Linked DNA regions of Mus musculus: region 2 is linked to region 1. The links are chromatin contacts, called in public HiChIP or PLAC-seq maps. All regions are on one chromosome and are shown on one strand. Each heading gives the region's core, a stretch centred on a gene start, on an enhancer-like site or on the middle of the called end of the contact. The rest is flanking DNA. Distances are from core to core; before and after follow the strand shown. Region 1 has its middle 18 kb from the start of Gm16225. Region 2 holds the start of Runx3 (runt related transcription factor 3).

Region 1 (3,376 bases), core at 329-2,828:
TCTGACTTTGCTTTCCAGCCTAACCTTCCAGGGCCCCTCTCTCGGCCCTGCTCACTCCAACCCCAGGGCTTTCACTTCTACCAGCTCTTCCAGCAAGCCCTTCCTCCCACCATCCTGTGGGAAGGGGACCAGGTTTCTGTGGGCATATACACCTGCCTGTGAGCTCCGGGACAGGGAGGGACCTGTTGTTGTTCTGGGTCCACCTACACAGATGGTGGGAGATACTGGAGAGTGAGGAGATGCTGAATAAAGACATCGAAGAAGATGGAGGAGGAGGAGGAGGAGGAGGAGGAGGAGGAGGAGGAGGAGGAGGAGGAGGAGGAGGGACATTTACAAAGTGGAAACTGGCTGACTTGACACTGCAAACCAGGGCTCATACTCTCTGCATCCCACTGCTTGGAGCCCGTGTCTAGCCCTATCTCTTACTAGCTGTGTGTCCTTGCTCTAGGGGACAGCCCGGCTCCCCCAGTCTACCCAGCTCATGTGCTACCCACCCCGGAAGCGTCTCCCGAGTCTCATGCTGATGCCCAGATGAGATTTGCTTTCACACCTGCCTCACCCTCTGCTGCTCTGATTCCAGGAAATACACCCAGCTCCCCCACTCTCTTCCATCCCTTGTCCCCAACCTTTCTCTGGCTTGAGGACTTAGGGACTATGAATAAAAAGGGCTAAAGGCCTCTGAAACACACCTGTGACCTCCCCCACCTGAAACACCAGCAGGGGACAAGGACAAGGCTCCTTCTCAAGCACCAGGCATAGGGAGACAGACTTCGGGGTTCTCTAGGGAAGGAGGGAACATTCGTGGAGTGCCTGTTTGTACAGGTGCCTCAGACATACTCTGAGTTTATTTTTCCAACAGCTGGATAAGTATTTGTCTAATAACATAGAGGTAAGAAAACAGGCACAGAGAGGTAAAGTAACAGGGTTAAGATCACACAGCTATTAAGAGAAATGAGAGAGACAGAGACAGAGAGACAGAGACAGAGGGGAGGGGGGAGACAGAGAAAGACAGAGATGGGGGGAGAGAGAGAGAGAGGAGGGAGAGAGAGGAGGGGGAGACAAAGAGAGAGGAGAGAGAGAGAGAGAGAGAGAGAGAGAGAGGAGGAGGGAGAGAGAGAGAAAGAAAGAGATGAGTTGCAATGTCTACTAATTTCTGTGGTGTAAATATTCTCACCAAAACTGTGTACAAACTACCACAGTTAGGTCTGCAGACTCTAGAAGACACTTTATCACAGCTGGTTGTAACTGGCATTGGGGACCCAGACTCCCCATTTAAGTTTGTCTCCCAGCCTAGCTCGGGAAAGTGAGTGAATGGCAGGCTGATGTCGCAGGTTCTAGAATGTGGATCCAAATGACTTTGGGGCCAGTCCCCAGGGCTTTCTCTTGTCCCAGAGCTGTGCTTAGTATATCTCCATCTTCCCTCCACCTTCACCTCACAGGCCTCTTCCCTCTAGAATATTCCCTCTGCCTTAGGAAGCTTTTCAAAGACAGCTGGTTGAAAAACAACTCACACAGACAGACTCTACAGGTTTCCCCCCTCCCTCTTCAGAGAACAGGACGTGAGCCGGCCAGGGTGAAGCTTCCGGTGTGAGATGATGTGTGGGCTTTCTGAGCAAAACAAGGGCCAGGCTGTGGTCCTGAAGGAACTGAGGCCACAGTCACCTGGAATTGAGCCTCGGGCAGGACAACCCTGGGAAGCTCAGGCTGCCCCTGCCCTCCCTGGGGACAGGTTTTCTGGCCAGGCACAGAATGTTCCCCCACACACCACAGTTGCGCCCCATTTATTGAGACCTTTGCCACAGGCCACCCTGACCCTACCCAGTCCTGGCTTCTGTGGTCTCTTTCTGGAATGGGTGTGACCCAAGAATCCCTGGCTCCGTCTCTGGGAGCCTCAGGTTCCTTATCTCTGAAATGGAAACGAGAATGTAGACTTTGGGGTCTTGCCGGCCGGCGGAGCTTCATGTAAATGGCACACCCCACAGGATGTCCGGCAGGCTGGAAGTGGCAAGGTGACATTAGTGACCAGTCTGGTATGGACACTAGCTGACGTCTGTTTGGGTACTTAGTGGCCGGTGACTCACTGAGGCTCTCTGGAGGGAAATTTTCAAGTGTTAGCCGAAGGGGGCTTCAGCAACTTACCTAAGCTATTTGTGCCTCAGTTTCCCAATCTGTAAAGTAGAGGCATGAGCCCATGGATTAGTATAAGTCAAGTGCTCAGAACCACACGTCGTGGCCTGTGGCACTTAATTAATGGCAGCTAGAGGTCTTATCATTAATTTGACAGCTCATGACAGTTGCACACCAGAACATGCGGTTTTGTTATTAACTTGTGGTGTGCCTTTGATGGGGACAATCCACAGTATGTTTTCCTGGAGGCTTCATCCTCCAAGGCCCTAGTGTCACCCACGTCTGCATTTGTGACTTGGGCTAGAACAGACCCAGCATGACAGGACAACTGTCACTATCACCCATAGTTTCTAGATGGAGGGACACTTCTCAAGCATCTCTGAAGCCACCTGTTGGGATAGGCACCCCACCCACAGGTCCACTCTATCCCCAGATCTGGTGGACCTGGCCACACCTCCACGCACCTAACCCAGGCTTGCCACTCAAGGCTTCCTGAGCCCTGGCCACTGACAGAGATTGGCTCTTCCAGCTGGGCATGTGACACAGTGGAATTAGCACTTTGGCTCCATCAACTGCCACATTCAGGTCTTCTGCCTGCCCAATGTCACCCCTAGCCAGCACGACTCCCACCTACTACAGACATAAAATAAGAAGTCTGTCTCCTGGCCCTGGTTCTGGGACCGGCCATCTCTGCCCACACCACCCCTCCCCCACACAGCGACCTTGGGGAGCCTGCCACACAGAAGCAGATGCTTTCCACATGACCAGTATTGAGGGACTATGTTCCTTCCTCCTGAAACAATTTTGCTTCTAGAGCCATTTTACAGATTGGAAAACTGAGGCAAAAACTTCACAATGAATCCTGCTGTGTTGGGGGATCCTTTGTGCTACTTACAATACTGCCCTGCTGAACAGGGTACATGCCTATCCCTCTCAGACAGGGTCTCGAGGGTGGTGAGTCCTGGCTTGCCGTGTCCACCTCCTGGTTGATTCTGGTTCTCAGGAGAGAGAAAGGGGTTCCCGTCTCACGTCAACTCTCATGTGCCCTGTGTAGGTCATGTCTTCTCCTCTCTGAGCTGGTTCCTCTAGTTCTGAGTAGAGGCTTTCTGCTGCCTCAAGCTCTATCCACCCAGGGCAACACACACACACACACACACACACACACACACCTCTTCATTTTCAGAGCTGGTGAGCGTGTGTCTCCTGGACTCCCTCCTCTAACCAGGGAGGCAGATGACAGAGGAGTTAG
Region 2 (3,516 bases), core at 252-2,751, 50 kb before region 1:
GAGAAACGAAACAGTTGCCTATCCCTGGTATCGTTGAAAAATAAATTCTCTGAACGACTCTGGGGCTACCAGGATGGAGGCATTCCCCAAGTCTCTGCCTATCTTTCGGGATGCAGACTTATGCCGGAGGCAGCCCTTTAGAACCGGCCTACGGTCGCCCTGTGCAACACTTCAGCCGCTGAGGTTGAGAGTGTGGGAAGGAAGTGTTTCTGCTGCAGAGCAGGAGGCGCGGTGCTAGGCCAGGCCCTCCTCGCCCTCTGTGCCCCACACCTCCCGGGTCCTCGCCCAGCTCCGGCGGTCCTCATCCCAGTTACCGGTTAGACTGTGCCAAAGAATCTGGGAGCCCCAGTCCTCCGGTTTCCATGCCACTATACTCTGCAGGGCCCCGTGAAGGCCAGGTGGAACGGGGTATGGCTCCTCCAGGCTGTCTGTGCCACCGAGAAGGAGCGCCCCAAGTGTCCGTGTCCTCCGGCAGAGAGGCCGCGGTGTACCGTTCCCAACGGGAGGTCTGGGGTTCTGACTCTTGGAATAGGAACGGCAGAAGAACTCCCCACGCCCAGTTCTCCTGGACGTCCTCCTGGTACCTTCCCTGACTGATGTAACCATATTTCTCTCTGGACCCGGGCTCGGGCAGCGGGGACACCCAGGTTCCTCTCATGTTCTGTCGGGCCTGGGCTCCTGCAGCGTGGGTGACCAGGCACCCCTATGTCCTGCTAGCCGGGTGACCCCCTTTTCTTCCACCACGGTACCTCCCATGTTCTCTGGGGTCTGGGCTCTTATTGCGGATCGCCTGGAGTCCAGCGGGGGTCCTTCCGGGAGTGGCATCCTGCAGTAGGGGCGCCCGGGTACCCCGGTGTCTTGCCAGCTGGGTGACATCCCCTTTCATGTCCTACTTCTAGGTGCTCCCCAAGTCCTCCCCGGTATGGGCTCCTGCAAATGGGGGCGCCCAGGTTCCCCGGTGTCCTCCCGGCTCGGGCCCCTGCACTCACCTTGAAGGCGACCGGCAGCGTCTTGTTGCAGCGCCAGTGCGAGGGCAGCACGGAGCAGAGGAAGTTGGGGCTGTCGGTGCGCACGAGCTCTCCCGCGTGGTCGGCCAGCACGTCCACCATCGAGCGCACTTCGGGCCGGGTGCGGCCGCCGGGGCCCGCGGTTGCCTGCGCGCTTAGCGCGCCGCTGTTCTCGCCCATCTTGCCGCCGCCGCCGCCGCCGCAGGGGAAGGCCGTGGAGGGGGGAGTGAAGCGGCGGCTGGTGCTCGGGTCTACGGGAATACGCATGCCGCGGCCGTCAGGGCGCGGGCGGCCGCAGCCGCGGGAAGCGGGAGGCGGGAAGGCGGCGGCTCGGGGCCCGGCCAGCGTGGGGGGTGGGGGGAGGGGCGGCGCCGGGGGAGGGGGTGCGCCCCGACGGTCGGCCGCGCGCCCGCTAGTCCCGCATCCGGCGCGCGCGGCCGCCCCACGGACTCGGCGGCCGCGGCCCCAGCCCGGATCCTAGAGAATCAAGTGGCGGCGACGCGGCCGCCCGCGCGGGGTTAGTACCCCGGGCCTCGGGGCGGGGCCGTGCGAGCGACGCGGGGCGCAGCCAATCGCAGCCCCCAGGCTCGGGGTTCGCCGTGGAGGACCCGGTGGCTCGGGCCCGCGCGAGCCAAGCAGGGGCCAGGCTCCGCCCCAGAGGGTCTAGACACCCGCGTCCCGGTAGCCGCGCGGGGAGCCGCGGTCCCCGGAGTCAGGAGCGGCCGCTGCGACCTGGGCAGACATCGGGTTTCCAGCCTCCTGGCTGCGGCTCGCTTCCCCTCCCTCGAGTCGCAGCCTGGCTGCTTCAGCTCTGGCCACCGCAGCCCGGAACCTGCACCCTCAGCTGGTTGCCGCGGTGACACCCAAGACGGTTTTCTCATTCCCTCCACTCCACAAACGATTTTGACCCTAGAGCTTCCACCCCACGAGGGAGTCCACAGCTCCGCGCGGCCTTGGCTCTCGTCTCTGTGGCTTCTGTGTCAACCTTCGAGGCAGACAGAATAGGGGTTGCCACAGGGACCAACAGTGGGGTGGGGACAACCACACGGCTCCTGTCCACTCAAAACTAATTTCAGGATCGCGCAGGCCTCGTGGAGTTGTCCTCTGTCTTGGCAGCTCATGGGTCTTTGAAAACTACAATGGGGCCTACAACAGTGTGCTTTTTTGGAACATTCCATGCTACACCATACGCATGCAACCACCGTCCGTCTAGTGGAAGTGGATGAGGGTCTGTGGCAGAAAGAAGTCTTAACGCTCAGACTGCTTTCTCCCCACGGATGGAAAGGGGTCCTCCTAGGGCCGGGCCATAGTCTTCTTGGCCCTAAAGCGCTGAGCCTACAGAGCTGTCAGGTGCCCTGTGGGAAATCGGCCCTGGGGTCTCTGTGTTCCTCATGCTCCGTGGCCCAGCAACTCCTGGACTTCACTAACAACAACTCTTTCCCGTCCCGTCTCCTAAGCCTGGCATGGGGGCACAGACACACAACTAGAGAGTCCACGGTCACCGGTCACCGAGGGCTGTGCTCTCCCCAACCCCGTGCACTCCTTGGACGGCAGCAACGAACGAATGCATGTGTTTCTCTCACTGCTTTGGAAATTCGACTGCATTTTCGTTGCCAGCGACAGTGAATCTGTCTGCAACTACCAATACAAGCCCCAGAAGCGACACGATTTAGGATCCGATGGCGACAGAGGCATCAAGACCTCATCCTGGCTCTGACCTCAGCTTAGAACACTCCATTTTGTCAAAAAACGAAATCAGGCGCTGTGTGTACAACAGCGGGGTACTAGGTATGTCCTGAGTCTAACGAGTGCCAGGAGAATTGTATTCTGCCCCTCTCTGGGCCTTATGCCAGCGCCTCAAGCCACCAGGGAAGCAAGGACAGTGAAGGTCCCTTACTGGAACTTTTTGAGAACCTATGATTCGGAGTTGACCATCACTAGGCCTTGGGCCGCCATGGAAACAGCCTCTGGACCAGAGGGGATCTAGGAAGCCTGGCCCTGAGCATGGGCCCTCAGGGGGCTCCCCTGGAAAGGGAGCACCGCTAGTCACCAGGTAGGACCCAGACCGAGTCGTCTATTCTGCCCTCGAGCGATTGTGGGCCGTGACTGGCAGCCTCTGCGATGCGATGCATAAATTCGATTTCTTGAGTGATTCCAGTTTGCATCTGCCCCATACTAGTCCCTCCGCCTGATTTCTCTTTCTGATCTTACAACAAATTAATAACCGGGTCTCCGGAAAGTGGGGCTACAGGAATGACCCAACATCTGACCCTGGGCCCGGACTCAGCTATAACCCTCGGAAGACGCGGGCACCAGATCCAAGGGTTGGGGAAGTGCTGGCCTTCAGTACGCAGCCTGAGGTCGCAGGTGAAGGGTCGCCCGGGCTGAAGCAGTGTCGTGAACCGCCCACTAGTTGGCGCTGGCGCCTTGCTGGCTGCTCAGTTGCCCCCACCAGACTCAGAGCACAGACTTGCGCCTGCAGCAGGGGCAGCACGGGCAGCACGGGTTT

What was found. HiChIP or PLAC-seq counts read pairs in DNA pulled down with a chosen protein or histone mark.
Region 2: a BATF HiChIP or PLAC-seq map of CD8 T cells shows a contact between it and region 1, with 8 read pairs. The contact joins the promoter of Runx3 here to the enhancer-like site in region 1. A contact is called at or near these places in 3 of 39 promoter capture datasets (embryonic stem cells and trophoblast stem cells), 8 of 484 Hi-C or Micro-C datasets (CD4 T cells, the G1E-ER4 cell line, Th1 cells and 4 more), 4 of 115 datasets of contacts at active chromatin or transcription factors (the 230-238 cell line, CD8 T cells and embryonic stem cells) and 3 of 9 other capture datasets (adipose tissue, liver and pancreatic islet).

The regions. Positions count from the first base shown.
Region 1 is chr4:135,101,148-135,104,523 of GRCm38.p6, reverse strand. No RefSeq gene overlaps it. Among named protein-coding and RNA genes, the nearest start is that of Gm16225, 18 kb to the left of the region's middle. Within about 2 kb of position 1,578, at least 25 of the 459 cell types and tissues checked have an H3K27ac peak or open chromatin away from gene starts, as enhancers often do. A contact at or near this core is called in CD8 T cells and Th1 cells, where this site is marked.
Region 2 is chr4:135,150,530-135,154,045 of GRCm38.p6, reverse strand. It overlaps Runx3 (runt related transcription factor 3), which reads right to left and starts at 1,501. Exons shown (of 5, transcript NM_001369050.1): 1 at 990-1,501. The coding sequence starts at 1,274.